2 separate regions of the Mus musculus genome follow, and region 1 is linked to region 2. A link is a contact called in public HiChIP or PLAC-seq data. All regions are on one chromosome and are shown on one strand. Each heading gives the region's core, a stretch centred on a gene start, on an enhancer-like site or on the middle of the called end of the contact. The rest is flanking DNA. Distances are from core to core; before and after follow the strand shown.

Region 1 (2,741 bases), core at 190-2,689, 35 kb after region 2:
ATTAACTAAAACCCAAGTGACTAGGCACACCTGTGAGGGACTTTTCCTCAGTTAAATCATTGGAAGTAGAACACCCACTTTCTTCCCTTGGGTTTCCCGAGACAGGGTTTCTCTGTGTAGCCCTGGCTGTCCTGGAGCTCACTCTGTAGACCAGGCTGGCCTCGAAGACCAGCTGCAACATCCAGCCTCGTGGACTGAGCAGCTACTAGATGCCTGGACTTCCTGGTGGCAGACAGCCATAGTTGGACAAGCTGGACTGTAGCTTGTAAGCCATTCTAATAAATCCCATATATGGGATCTCATATAGATATGAGCAAGATTCATTTAGTAAGTTCTATATGATCCAACCTGTACTGGCTGGCTTTGTGTGTCAACTTGACACAGGCTGGAGTTATCACAGAGAAAGGAGCCTCCCTTGAGGAAATGCCTCCATGAGATCCAGCTGTAAGACATTTTCTCAATTAGTGATCAAGGGGGAAAGGCCCCTTGTGGGTGGGACCATCCCTGGGCTGGTGGTCCTGGGTTCTATAAGAAAGCAAGCTGAACAAGCCAGAGGAAGTAAGCCAGTAAGCATCACCCCTCCATGGCCTCTGCATCAGCTCCTGCCTCCAGGTTCCTGCCCTGCTTGAGTTCCTGTCCTGACTTCCTTTGGTGATGAACAGCAATGTGGAAATGTAAGCTGAATAAACCCTTTCCTCCCCAACTTGCTTCTTGGTCATAATGTTTTATATAGGAATAGAAACACTGATTAAGACATGACCCTCATCCTGCTACCAAGGATCACCCTCTCCACTTCAGCTCCAATAATCTCTCACTCAAAACTGTCATCATCACCATCATAATCAAACGAAATAAGTCCCAAGACCTTTGTTCCTGTCACCTGCCTCTGATTCTTTGACATGCTCCACCCTGAGTCACTTCCTCAAAGAAGCCCTTGCTGGCCTAACAAGAAACAGCCCCCCACATCCCTCTCCCCAGTCCCTCCTCCTCTCACACCCCTCTTCCCAGTCCCCACTCCCCCATATCCCTCTCCCTGCGCCCCCATCCCTTTCCAGAAGTCTGTGGCACTGTGGAAACCCCAGAACCCCAGTAAAGCCTTGTGACTTTACTGTTACAGGAGGGGCTGCTGGGTAAACTGTGCCCAAGGTCAGGGTCCACACTGAGTCATCTTGTTCTATAACCCCTTGGAGATCATAAACCCCGAGCAGAAGGGTGGCCACCCCTGAGGGAGGAAGCACCACAGGACCAGGCGAGGTTATTTCCCATCGTCCCAGGCCTCAGCTAAAACCCCTGAGACAGCAGACATCTTCCTTTCCCAGGAGGGCAGCTCGCAGGTGCAAACAACAGAAAGCACCTGGCCGTGCGGGTGGCACCCACAGTGTGGGCAGAGCATGTGGCCGCCTCCCTCTGCCCTGCAGGGCAGCCGGTGAGCAGTCCCATGACCAGCAGTGCTGGGTGGGGCAGTGCAGATATACCAATCAATCAGCCCTGTGGGTCCCCAGCTGGCTTAGAGTGTGACAGACAGAACAGCCATGGCCAACCCTAGCTGAGCCCCGGGTGTCTCCTGTCCTGAAGGGGCTGCAGCAGGGTGCTGGCAGGGGATTGCACACACACACACACACACACACACACACACAGAGGCACACAGGCACACACTGACAGCCCACCCAGCATAGTCCTGGGAAGGGCCCAAGTTTCAGGCAAGGCATGTGGGCCCCTGGTCTAACTATTCTTAATGCTGTGTGGCCTAAGGCAGGTGGCTGAGCCCCTCTGAACCTTAATTTTCTTTTTAGCAGGATGGAATGTGTTTGCTTGAATGGCAGGGGAGGTGGGTGGCTCTCAAGTAAGGGCAGACAAATCCCAAGGCAGGTTCAAAGCACAGAGATTGGGCGCCAGAATGTAGCTTGGCTGGCAGAGTGCTGGTCTGGCATCTATCAGGCCCTAGGACTCACAAACGGGGCATGGCCGCACACACCTGTACTCTCAACACAGGAGAAATAGTGTGTGAGGTTATCCTTGGCTACACAGAGTGCTTCAGGCCAGGGGAGTGAATGACAGCATGAAGTTATGGACAGACTGATGGCCGACATTCACCAGACAGACTAATGGACCACATTCACCAGACAGACTAACAGACAGACATTTACCAGACAGACATTTACCAGACAGACTAACAGACAGACATTCACCAGACAAATGGACAACATGCGCCAGACAGACTAACAGACATTCACCAGACTTTCCTGAGCACTTCAGGCAAGCACAGAGCCGTGACTGAATCCCTAAACTCTCCTGGAAGGCTACCCTAACCAAGTAGGGTCCTCTCTGTGGGCCTCGGTTTCCCCCTTTTATACCAAGAAGGGGGTAAGCAGGAGAGGAAGAGGAAGAGGGAGAGGGAAAGGAGAGGTGGAGATGATAGGAAGGAGCTTCCTCGGCCAAGTATTAATGAAAAGACATTTGCTCTGTTCCACAGGTGAAAATGAGTCCCCAGAGTCACTGCGTGTCCATCACAGGCTGTGGGAGGAGCCAGGAGTGGGCTGGGCACTGCTGCCCCCTAGTGGCTGCTTCCCAACCCTGCAGGCCTGAGACTGAAGAAAGCCCAGTCCTGCAGGGCTGAGTTGTCCCACAGGCCTCAGGCACGGCTCGTGGGACTCGGAGGGAGCCAGAGAGAGGAGCCAAGGGAAGTCACCCAGGGCTCCTGGGGAAAAAAAGGGTCCTCAAAGACACAGAGAGAGGAAGAG
Region 2 (2,867 bases), core at 260-2,759:
GGATTGAGCCAATGCCAGCTCTGCCCACCCCAGAGAGAGGCCAAGCAGGAGTGGGAAGACCTGGAAATCCACACTACTTCTGGGTGTATTTATGTTCACCCACTCGCCACCTGGGTGGCTGGCCTGTCACTGCGAGCACACTCCACATGCACAGAGGCACAGAGACTTAGGGCAGCATCCAAAGTCACACAGCCCAAGAAGAGCTAGGGCAGAGGTCAGGGAACAGAGCTAGTGTTCCTGGAGAGGATTCTGGGGAACGGGGCAGGAGGAGACAGACAAGCTGACACAGAACGAGCTCTTCCTTCGCGGAGAATGGGCGAGCACTCAAGACCCAAAGGAGTGCAGACTCCCACACAAGGAGTCACCCCTGATCAGCCTCACAGCATGGCTTCTGGCCTGGGTGAGCCCCTGCCTAGTGGCTCAGTGGCTGTGTGCGCCCTGCTGAGTCCCCTGGTCTCTGCGGACAGCTGCATTCCCCTGCCCAACACTGTCTCATAACCACACTGGCTCTGGGGACAAAAAGGGATAACTGAACCCATGTCTGGCCTCGAACGCCCCTGAAAACTGGGACAACTCAGCCCAGGGCAGAGGCCAGCTATCTGAAGACATTGGGCACTGCAACTAAGCTTCGTTCTGGTTGGTGACGTTAGTGTCCCCGAAGTCATTAGAGGTCCCAGAAACCATCTGCCAAGAGTTGGGCAGGGAAGTGTTCTTCCTGCTTCTCTCTCCCAGCCAGACTTCCCGCACCTTGCTGCGCATGCCCACGAGGTCACCGTTCTGTCTCCAGACCCGCCTCATATCACTCCAGATTACACTCACTGGCTATGATTACCCTGGTCTCACAGCATAGAACCCAATAGCTGGGCCTGGGCGCTCCACAATGGCCGGGCTCTTCACACAAGTCCAAGCTCCCAGGCTGGCAGGACCTGCCATCACCTTCCACCCAGTCCCCTACAGCTCCTCCCCTCGGAAGTCACTCAGTGTCTCACTTTTGAACAGTGGCAACCAGGCAACCGCCTTAAATCAGCACACAGGCAATGAGACCACTTGGTCACCCTGGGAGGGCAAGAGGAGATAGAGCAGGTGTCAAGTAAGCTTCCCTAAAAATAGAGATGCCGGCATGCCGTGGGGACAGCAGTGCCCCCCCAACCCCCACACAGCCCTGCTCACAGACAAGGAGCCCGGAGTCCGTTCCCCACCAGCTTCAAGCAGTGGGTGCTGCACCTGCAGAGCAGCCAACCCAGCCTACATCCCCCTCAGTATCCCAAGGCCATCATCACTGATAGGAAAAGTCCTCCCCTGAGGCTTCTACGAGTTGGCCCCCTCTCAGGAGTCCGAGGGAAGGGACCTTCCCAGGGTTGCCCTGCTATTTTAAACCACACACATCTATCCCCAAGCTTACAAGATCAGGGGCCTCAGAGTCTGGCTGTCTCTTCCGGAGGGATGAGAACCTCTGTTGGCTGCGTGCGGAGAAGCGGCGGAAGGACTCTCGGCTCCGAGAGGCCAGGTGTCTGAAGGAGGAGGTGCGCTTGAACGGGGTGCGAGCGGCGGACTCCCCGCTCCGCTCGGTGCCCACCGTGGCCGTCACCAAGTGCAGAGCCTCCTGGAAGGACCGCCTCACCGTGCCAACCCACTGAGTCATGTGTGTCTGGGCCACTGAAAGCTTGTCGCCCAGGTACTCCATAGGGCCAGCCTGGAGGAGGGGGCAGGCGGAGGCAGTTAGGAGGCCGACACTGCCAGGGTCCTGGTCCTTCTGTCGGTGACCGTCCTTGGGGAGAAGTTCTGGGCTCCGATGGGAAGCCCGGCAGAGAACATCAGCGCAAGTAAAGTAAACATCGCCCGACAGGCATCCGTGCGGGTCACGAAACAGGGACGGGACGGGTCAGCAGGGGGTCACCAGCAGGAGCCTAGAGTCAACCAACCAGGTCGTCCAGTTCTAGTCCCTGGGGCCAACCCTGATGAAGTCAAGGGGCAGGTGGCTGTGAAGAACTGGGCGAGGGGGCTGGCACCCCCAACTCACTTCCTCCGTCCATGCAGGGAGAACTCCCATGCACACCTGGGAGCCACCGCCCACCGCCGCCGGCCAGCTCTCTCTCCAGGCTCTTCTCGTCTGAACTAGGCAGATCTCCAGTCCTCAGGCTGGAGACTCCAAACCCGAAGCCGACTGAACCTGCCGCCCAGCAGGCAGCGCGCTCACTTCCGGAGAGGCAGCCACCCAGCCCGGGTCCCCTGGCCCGGCAGCCCGGAATGACATCAGCCCCCTGTCTTGGCGAGGGGTGCACAGCCCAGGAATGCAGGAGGGGCCTCGGGAGGTGGCCGCCCAGGGAGCTGGCGTCAGCCCCAGTTTTTTTTTTTTTGTTTTGTTTTTTTTTCTCCCCCTAAGTCTCAACTCGCTCGCTCGCTGTCCCTCGGGGACTTCATGTGCCAGACTGCTTACCCACCCCAGGCAGCACCGTGCAGGAACGCGGGTGAGTGCGCGCGTGTGGGGGCATGTACGTGGGAGGCGGCTGCCCCGGGGAGGTGGAGGGGCCGCTGCCGCACGAGCCTCCAGGGCTTCAGGTGAAGTCTGAGGACCTGTGGCTGGCTGTCAGTCTGTCTCCCTCTCCCGGCAGCGGCAGCGCCCTTCGGCTTCCATCTCCTTGCGGAGCTAAGCAGCTAAGCCTCCCCCACCAAGCTCCTTCCCCCTCTTATCCGCTCAGCAGTCCCTGCTGCCTCTCCTCGAGGATGGAGGACGCAGGTGACCTGCCCTGAGCTTCCCTCAAGGGTGGGTCTGGGGCTGAGGTGCCTGCATTTTGGTACAAGCAGGGTTGCCATGGCAACTTGGGGGCACAGCATCTGCCCCCTTTCCTAGGCTGGGCACAAGGAGC

The links. HiChIP or PLAC-seq counts read pairs in DNA pulled down with a chosen protein or histone mark.
Region 1: an HNF4G HiChIP or PLAC-seq map of pancreatic cancer cells shows a contact between it and region 2. The contact joins the enhancer-like site here to the promoter of 4833439F03Rik in region 2. A contact is called at or near these places in 1 of 39 promoter capture datasets (macrophages), 2 of 484 Hi-C or Micro-C datasets (LSK cells and nephron progenitors), 7 of 115 datasets of contacts at active chromatin or transcription factors (the 230-238 cell line, bone marrow-derived macrophages, embryonic stem cells and 4 more) and 3 of 9 other capture datasets (adipose tissue, liver and pancreatic islet).

What each region holds. Positions count from the first base shown.
Region 1 is chr5:113,170,957-113,173,697 of GRCm38.p6, forward strand. The region is part of intron 6 of 2900026A02Rik (RIKEN cDNA 2900026A02 gene); the gene reads right to left. Among named protein-coding and RNA genes, the nearest start is that of Gm42161, 27 kb to the left of the region's middle. Within about 2 kb of position 1,440, at least 22 of the 459 cell types and tissues checked have an H3K27ac peak or open chromatin away from gene starts, as enhancers often do. A contact at or near this core is called in pancreatic cancer cells and pancreatic islet, where this site is marked.
Region 2 is chr5:113,136,303-113,139,169 of GRCm38.p6, forward strand. It overlaps 4833439F03Rik (RIKEN cDNA 4833439F03 gene), which reads left to right and starts at 1,510. Exons shown (of 3, transcript NR_166693.1): 1 at 1,510-1,675; 2 at 2,038-2,468. All of the region lies in intron 6 of 2900026A02Rik (RIKEN cDNA 2900026A02 gene), which reads right to left.